2 separate regions of the Mus musculus genome follow, and region 2 is linked to region 1. A link is a contact called in public Hi-C data. All regions are on one chromosome and are shown on one strand. The core of a region is the stretch at or near the end of the contact, and the rest is flanking DNA. Distances in the headings are between cores, read along the strand shown.

Region 1 (4,604 bases), core at 1,499-3,998:
GAGGTGCATCTCACAATTATGGAAATCAGCCGCTTGCAAGAAGAAGAGACATCTGCAGGCAAAAGTCCAGGGCATTGCACATGATGTAGGGCATGTTTCTTGAACTACACTGGTAACAAAGAAGACTGCTATTTACATTTTGAAGAACATTTAAAAACAATTGGCAGCCATTATGTTGCTACAGCAACTACACAGGAAACAGCTGGAAATGATATTTGGGAGGAAAAGAGACAGCATTACACTGGAGTTGCAGAGAGCTGTATCTCCAGCCATCAGCTTCTGCACAATCATTTTCCACTAACCAGAAACTATCTGAACTTGGGGGAGGGAGACAAAAACAATGAGCCATGACTGAAGGAATGAATTTGATTTTGAAAAGCATTTCTCCAATGATATTACAAGTCTACACCTTATTCAGGGAATTCATTTTAAAACCTTATGATTAAACCCAAATCAAAGACATGACCTAGAAGTTGGGACCCTGTTTTGCCACTTGATTGCCTGCACAGTGATCACTAATTGTTCATCTTGTGTGTGCAGCTGAGCAAGGCATCCAAGGCTTTGCTTAAGGAAACTGCTGTCTTCCAGTCTTGTTTCTGCAAGTATTTTCTTTTGCTCGTTTGAAAGTGGATAATCCAAGCAAGACCAGCTCCATAATTTGCAAGGTGTAGAGCAAAATAAAATCACAGGGCTCCTTATTGACAGCTGAGTTAAAGTTCTGAGAGAGCAATTGCAGCTTTAAGTGTACAGTCTTCTTAAGTGTGGCAGCTGGCAGGAATGCTGTATCACATGCCAAGGAAGCGGCCACTGAACCCTGACTTCATCTGAAACAGCTGAGCCAAGTAATGTTACGGCGGTGACAGAGACAGAAAGGGGACATAGACAGAAAGGGGAGGCATGGGCTTACATCCTTCTAACACATCTGTTTCTAAAAGAAATATGTGTGTTTATTGTCTGATAAAAATCATACCAGCCTGAATCGATCTTACTAATACCTATTATTAGATATTTGCCAGATAAACAGATAAGTTAGGCATGGTTGACCAAAAGGAATGATAAGAAGTACTGTAAACTAGAGTGTAAGGAAAATACTCTGTTGAAAATAAATTGTTCCATGAATGTACCAGGTATCAGGATGGTGTGTTAACAAAACTATGCATGCTCCCATTCATGGCCTTCAGAGCTCAAAGGGAGGCACCAAACAATGATGTCACAGTCCTACATCTCTAGAAGGAAGGCAGAGAACAAGGCTCAATGGCGAGGCAGGACTTGGGAGTTCAGAGATATCTCACCTTCTCCTAGTTCTCCACTTGATTTTCAACAGTGGTGAAACAGGAATGTTAGGGGAAAAAACAAGAATAAAGTTATGTCATTTGTAGGAAATCAATGCTACGGGAGACAACCATATAAGTGACTTAAGCTACTCACAGAAAAAGAAACATTGTTTCCCTCTACCTGTGGTTTCTGTCTGCTCACATAAAGTCATTCTCAAATGACAATGAAAGGAACCTGTTGGGAACTCTCCCTTGTTGACGGTGTTGTCAGGGTGTCCCTCGGTGCCTGTACCAGCACACTGTGCTTAACAAACTCATCCCTCTAAGAAAACCAATATGGCAGAAACTCAGTTCATTTACTACTCAATGTGTTTTCAGTCTTTCTATTCTTTAAAGTTAAACACAGTTTACTTCTGACATGGGCTGCGTGTTGGATTGAGAGCCTAGTGAGAGCTTGTGGTCCTTGCTGTGGAACTATTGTTCTCTTTACGCTCTCTAGCTTCCACTGTCAGTGCTATACCATTATTGGATGGATAAACACTCTCGCTACAAAATCACAATGTGGGGAGCTTATATGATAAGAGTGTTTGCTGGCTGTACTAGTTTCTCACCTCTTTGACATAACAACTAAGAAAGATAATTAAAGGGACGTCAGACTTATTTTGCTTCATGGTTTCAGAAGTTCTCAGATCTTGGATACAGACTCGGAGTCCATGGTTAAGAAGAACAGCATGGCATGAGGAACATGTGGCACAGAGGAAGAGGATGAAAACCAGACATGATCCCCAAAGGCACACCACTAGTGACCTACTTCCTTCAGGTAGGTACCAATTCATCAACTTTCTAGAACTTCTTATAGTAGTACTATGCCCTGGGGACCAGCCTTTCATCCCATGAACCTTTCTATAGGATTCACTTCATACCCAAACTACAGAGCCAACCACTAGAGTCAGTCTTTCTTTCAGTTCACACTCTGCTACAGAGTCTCAGAGGTTCTTTGTCTACTTGATACAATCCCAGGAGTCCAGAGAGCCATGTGGAAAGAGAAGGAGCTGATTTGGTTCAGGCTTGATTTTAACAAAATAAGCTTTAACATTTCCCTCTGTATATTCACACGGGAAGGCTTTTGCTCCTGACAGCTAACCTATTGCAATGTTTATGAACAGGTTCTGCTGCTTTGGGCTTAAATGAAGTTGTGCTAGAACTAAAGTAGATAAGAAAGGAGGTCTGGAAAGATTTGATGCTAGCCATGCCTACCTCCCACCCCCATCCCCATTCCTGTGCCCTTCCTCCCTAGAGGAGCCTTTGGAGCCATTCTGATTAGTTCGTATAGACTGAGCAGAGTGAAATGAAATGAACTAAGAACTGATTAGAGTTCAGAAGGAAATGGTTAGGATCAGTAGATTTGGATGTGTCTGGTATATTTTGCAGACCAACCCTGTGTGTAGCATTTGTGGATATTTTTCCCTCCTCTCCTGGGAAAGGAAAGAAAAAGCACAGAGTCTAGGGTTTGCAAAGCTGGTCCTCCCACTCATTAGTGGTCTGACCTTGGGACTTTCAGGTAATGAGGCTTCCTGTCTATAAAATTGGAATGCACTTACTAGACTATATCATAAGCGTTTAAGCCTGGCAAAGCATAAATCATGGCTGATGTCCAGCCAAGGAAGCACCTAGCCAATGAAGATACAGCCAAGTAGCTTCGTCTAGGCATCTCCTCTCCACCATTCCACAACGTTCTGCTGCTCTCCTTTCATTGTCTTTAACATTCTCTTCATAAGGAAACAACACGGCCTACTCAAGTGCTCTGTAACCAGGGAGAACTGGACTCTGCACTCACTCTCTACAGGATGGGAAAAACCAAGGTGCTAAATCTTCCACCTCCATTCCTGGTCTAGGAGGACATCAGTAGAACAGCATAAGCTTGAGATGTGAACAGAACAGACTTACATATGTAAAGTACCTGACAAGAGGCAAGCATGTAGTTAGCTCTTCATCAGTAGGAGAGGAACTCCATTTGAAACCACAGATCGTGACACATTGCTTTCTTTCAAGATTAAAGAAGTTTCTAGAACATTTACCACCCTCGAGAAATTTTAAAGAACCCAGTAAATAGCCTAACACAGAAAAGGGAAAGATGTCCACTTCAAGCAAGCAGAAGCTTAGCTCTAGTGTGAACAAGGCCTTCGAGTATATACTCAGTGGTATTTTTTGGCTATAGTGGTGACTTCACCATATTTTTCACATAAGCACTGGTTATTGGACATGTTACAGTTTAATAAATCTTTTAATGAAAGGACCCCCAAATTCCATTTATATTTTCAAGTGAAATTCTATCTCTTCAAATAATTTTTAACATATGGAATTTATTTTCCCTCACACCTGGCTATATTTAATTTGTTGTGAGAGGTTCGTGACTGTGTTATATGACCTATTCCCATGATGTTTAAGGGTTAAATGTGTTTCCTGCTTTCCTGAAATCCAAATAAACGGAATAAAATAACCAATCTTTGGATCCACAAATGTAATCTCCTGAGTCTATACACGCAGATCCCTGTTTTCTATTAACTTGCAGCTTATGGGTAAGGGGCAAGAGGGAACTAACGGGGCAAGGAAATTATGAACCACTTAAGGAGAACCACTTGAGTTTTTATACTGTGGTTATTCTTAAACATTCCCATCTTCCTAATAATTTACTATGTAACTGACACTTTAATAAATTATTTATTTGACTCATCTAAAGGTTTTTTGCAGAGCTAACTGCTGTAAATATTTAGAGTGTGTCTGTTGCAAATGGAGAAATTGTTTTTAAAACATTAGCAACAACAATCCAATACTAATTCCAGTGCAGTGACATATTTTGGAAGCTAATAGGTGTCTATTTTTAAAGTAAAATTTCAAGTATATACCTTCTAATACTCACTTATTAAAAAGCTACCAAATGTTACCATATTGTATACATCCCATTTCACAAAGACAGTTTTATATTCTAATTTCATGACTTCAACGACTAAAAGTTCTTTTATCATACTGAAAATGCATAGATAGTTCTACGTCCAGTTTTTTAGCTGTAAAACCCCTGTGGAGTAGTTACAAATCATCAAGTATATAGCAAGATATATGGATATGACTCCATATACCACTTACCACAGGCTATCATAAACCTCTCACCAGGCAGCTCATCCACAAACTGGCTTGATATTCTACCCACCTTGAACCTTACATGTAGAGTCATAGACATGGATTCTACATAGTTCTGTGAAGAGATTGGGAGTATGAATATTTCCTGTTGATGAAGACACCACTACTTGAGTCGTAACACACGAAAGAATC
Region 2 (4,604 bases), core at 1,554-4,053, 350 kb after region 1:
AGTTAAAGGCACTGCCCTTTGGGCTCACACAAAAGGTGGAAATGTGTTCTTGAGAATTATAGGTGAAAAGATTCTTTTCTATAGTCTCAGAAAGCCTCAGTGGCCCATGTCCTATAGCCGTATGGAGGAAAAACTTAAGCAATAAGTTTGGATATGAAATTGAGATTCCCAAGTGTTGCAGGTAGAACCTATATCTTACTTAAAATGCAAGAGAAAAGGGTAGATGACCAGAATTGTTGAATGAAAAAGAAGCCAGCCACTGATGACTTGGGGGCTTCAACCTGGCGAGATGGCTCAACAGGTGAGAGCTCTGACTGCTCTTCTGAAGGTCCTGAGTTCAAATCCCAGCAACTACTTGGGGGCTCATAACTACCCATAACGAGATCTGACGCCCTCTTCTGGAGCGTCTGAAGACAACTACAGTGTATTTATAAATCTTAGAGCCTGAGCGAGCAGAGGTCCTAAAATTCAATTCCCAACAACCACCAACCACATGAAAGCTCACAACCTTCTGTACAGCTACAGAGTACTCATATACATAGAATAAATAAATAAATAAATCTTAAAACACACACACAAATGAGGAGACTCGTGTCTAATGAGAAGAAGGCAGCCAGGTGTGGTGGCTCACGCCTTTAATCCCAACACTCAGGAGTCAGAGGCAGGCAGATTTCTGAGTTTGAGGCCAGCCTGGTCTACAAAGTGAGTTCCAGGACAGCCAGAGCTATACAGAGAAACCCTGTTTCGAAAAGAGAGAGAGAGAGAGAGAGAGAGAGAGAGAGAGAGAGAGAGAGAGAGAGAGAGAGAGAGAGAGAGAGAGAGAGAGAGAGAGAGAGAGAGACTAAGAACGCGCATAAATATCTTTCACTAATGCTTCAGAAAGATCAATGAGACAGCAGGAATGCTCCGTTACAGGAGGATTCTAGGAAGAGATTGTCTCCTCAACATCTCAGTGGAAGTTAGAAATTACTACAGAGAAGCCTTTTGGTCTAATAGAGTAAATCCTCATGACAAACATGGGAGGCTCACAGGGTTCACGTGAAGCTGCAGAAACAGCCAGCTTGGAATCAGGGGACAGCGGATCTAAAATGGTGCCAGGGCATATCTATTATAGACTGATATCTTGTGGCGCTATTGGAAGGTGGGGGAGACTTCATGAACGAAATGGAGACCGGAACTGGTGGGAAGTCACCTTTCCCTTGAAGAGGACTATGAGGCATTGGTCTCCTCTCTTTTTGCTTCCTGGCCACTGCCAGTTGAGCAGCTTGTTCCCTCACGGACTCTCCGCCACAATTGCGGCTGTACCACAGACCCAAAAGCATCGGAACCACGGAACCAACCCCAAAGTTAAGTCCAAAGTGTCAAACACTGCAGGCCAAAGTAAAACTCGTTCCGTTTTCATTTCTATCAGCCCTTCATCCCGGGCACTTGTTACAGACAACCAACGCGGGGACCAAATGGAAGAAGCGGAGGGCGCGAGGAGTTAAGACTTCAAAAGTTCTCCAGGCAGGAAGCAGACTTACAAAAGTGCTCATCTGCAAACACCGGCTTTTCTTCATGAAGAATATTCTGTAGAGAACGACTCAAGCGCAGAGCATGGAGCTACAATATGAGGAGGACTTTTCCCAGGCTGTGAAACCCGATGCTGTCATCCCAGCCTGGTTTTGACCTTGCTTGGTAGAAGGTGGTATCTTTACCCCTTCCAGGACTCCCTGGAATGCATCTTACCCAATCCTACCGCCAGCCCCACCACTGCGGAGGAGTAGAGAAAGCACTTCTTGAGATGCATATGTTCTCTGACTGCAATGACTCTTGCCTCAGAAAGGCCTGTGATGGCCTCACCCATTCCTGTTGAGATCTGGGACTTTGAATTGATGACATTTTATATTTTGGGTTGAGCCTTTCAGAGGCAAGTAGGAGGGGATGAATATATCCTGCGTGAGAAAGGGAAATAAATCTTTGGTGGTCAGAAGTACACTGTGGTAGGTTGAATAATGGTTCAGAAAGAATCCAGCGCTAGTCTTCAAAGGCTGTAAATATGCTACCTTATAAGGCAAAATGACTTTGCAGATGTGAACATGCTGTGAACTCTGTGATAGAGGACTTATCTGGATTATCTGAGGGCACCCAATGTAATCACAAGATTTATAGCATTAAAAGGAAACTTTCACAGCACCCCCCCCTCTCCAAATGCACTCTTTAAGACATCCTGACTTGAAAGGTTTCTGTTAAGAAACAGTATAATAACCATTGATTTCAAAAAACGAAGCTTTTTTTCCCCCACTGAACGTACTTTAAAAGCATTAAAATGCAGCTGAGCGCTCTGAGCTCCTATGATTAATTAAAAGATTGCATCTGGATATAGAGCATGTGTGTGTAAGAACGGGATTTCTCACGCAGAGCCTGTTCCTGGTACCTTCTCAACGCCATCCATCCTGCGTGTAGAAGAAAACTAATCCCAAACTGGACGTCTCTTTCCAGAGGGACTGGAACCTAACGTCCAGGATCAGAAAGGCGTCAGCAGTAGTTTAGCCTGGAGTTTCAGTCCAGGTATCCCAGAGAAACAGAACAGCCAACCCGCCATCTTCCTTCTCTGGACCAGACCGCAGAGGCCATCAAGGTAGGAAGACCCGAGGAACGAAGAGTGGCTTTTTCTTACAGTGCAGAAGGACATAGCACAGTTAAGGTTTTCTTTCTATCCTGAGCAGAAGTCTTGACAATAAACATCTGGAAGCTTGTCCACTATGAATTGCTTGGGTTTCTTCTCCTCTGTTTCCCTGAGGCCACAGTGACATGATACTGTAAGAATTCCCCCCACCCCCTCTTTCATCTGCTTCCTTTCCACTGACAGCTCATAAAGGATGGGCCGCACTGGGAACGAAAGCTTCCCAGTTATTTTCTTAAAATACCAGGGGAGTTTCAGCTCCACAGACCTCGGACTGGATGCCAGAGAGAACATTTTTCCTAAGTCGTGGCAGCTTTGGTGCCTGGGGCTCCACCTGGATTCCCACACGGCCCTTTAAGGCCCGAGCTAATAGCTTACTAAGTCTTAGGAGAAAGATCCAGTAACCAGGTGGAAAAATTAGATAAGAGGCTTTTCCTGCTTGTTGTCTTTTTGCTAATAATGTTTTTTTAAATGCCTGTCATGTATGAGTTTTATACGAAGGTCCAAATTCTTTTTGTTGTACTTAGTCTTGTTTAAGCAAAATTTCACTGACTCTGCTTTATAAATACTAACATGTTGTATAAAAATAAAAAAAAAAAAACTTAAGTATATACCTGATACCCACTTAAGGCATAGGTTCTGGGTCAGAACACAGGTCTATTCAAGTCCCGACCCCACATTCCTAACTACCTTTTGTGTGTATGATGCTGGGGGTGGAACTGTGCGCATGCTAGCCATGCATTATACCATTGACCCACACCCTAGCCTTTCACCCTGTTGGGACCCTTTAAAAGCCTAGATGTGTCAGAAGATTTAAAAGCCAGAGTAATTATTCTCCTATTGGACCTGTGGAAGCTGCAAGTATCCTAGAATTCTCAAGGCCGCCATACCACACCTGCCATAGGTGTGGCCCGTCAGAAATGACCGAGCCATGGAGCTAAGAAGGCCAGAGGGAAACCTCCAGGTATGACTTCTGTTTCAAGAGAGGCTTGGGGGTCCATTTGAGAGGCAGACCCGGGAGCCCCTGCAGACTTTCATCAGACAATGTGGCTATTGTTTACAAGGATACAAGAGAAGAACAAAATGGACTTAAGAGATTTTTGACCTAAGATGACACACTAGATCCATCAGCAAACTCCCACCACCCCCTGCATGCCCTGACTCCCACTCTGCAATTCTGCTGTGGAAAAAGGAGATATCCCAGACTCTCTTGGGTTATGTTTCTGATAGTGAAATACCAGGGAAGTCTGGCATAAATGATGTTCATTTCTGACATCTAGAAAAGAGGCTCAAACTAGAAATTGAAAGTACTGGAGTATGGGGGGGGGGAGTACTATTTTCTTGTACATCTGACTTTGTAAGCTAAGAAAGGCATATCATATGTGTGTGTGTGTGTGTGTGTGTGTGTATAAAACAAAATTTTAAAGTATAAATACACATTGAAATATATATAGTACATTTTCATCTTCCCTTTCTCTCTCGTGTGTGTGTGTGTGTGTGTGTGTGTGTGTGTGTGTGTTTAGCACACACTGCATGTGTGGTGATCAGAGGGTTCTTCCTTCTGCCCTGTGGGTTCCAGGAAGCAACCTCAGATTGTCAAACTCACCCCGTCAGCTGAAACACTTCTCCAGACCTCATCTTTATTTCTCACAGAATTTTTCAGAAACTCACAAAAGTACAACAAATGCTTCAATGAACGCCTGTTCCAACAACTATCAAGCTAATATCCGTCTAATGTCTTCTATTATCCACTACTCAGAGAGAGACAGAGAGAGACAGAAAGAGAGTCAGGGATATGAGCACACCTTATCACTTTATCGTAGATACTAGACAACTATCTATAACTAAGCTGCATCCCACCTTTGTAGAATATTTTTAAAGATTTATTTATTATATGTAAGTACACTGTGGCTGTCCTCAGACACACCAGAAGAGGGCG

The links. A called contact is a pair of places that touch in the nucleus more often than the background predicts.
Region 2: a Hi-C map of cranial neural crest shows a contact between it and region 1, with 4 times the contacts expected there. The contact joins two enhancer-like sites. A contact is called at or near these places in 1 of 39 promoter capture datasets (the 3T3-L1 cell line) and 1 of 484 Hi-C or Micro-C datasets (cranial neural crest).

The regions. Positions count from the first base shown.
Region 1 is chr2:51,563,278-51,567,881 of GRCm38.p6, forward strand. No RefSeq gene overlaps it. Among named protein-coding and RNA genes, the nearest start is that of Gm13491, 45 kb to the right of the region's middle. Within about 2 kb of position 2,749, at least 7 of the 459 cell types and tissues checked have an H3K27ac peak or open chromatin away from gene starts, as enhancers often do.
Region 2 is chr2:51,910,073-51,914,676 of GRCm38.p6, forward strand. No RefSeq gene overlaps it. Among named protein-coding and RNA genes, the nearest start is that of Rbm43, 23 kb to the right of the region's middle. Within about 2 kb of position 2,804, at least 29 of the 459 cell types and tissues checked have an H3K27ac peak or open chromatin away from gene starts, as enhancers often do.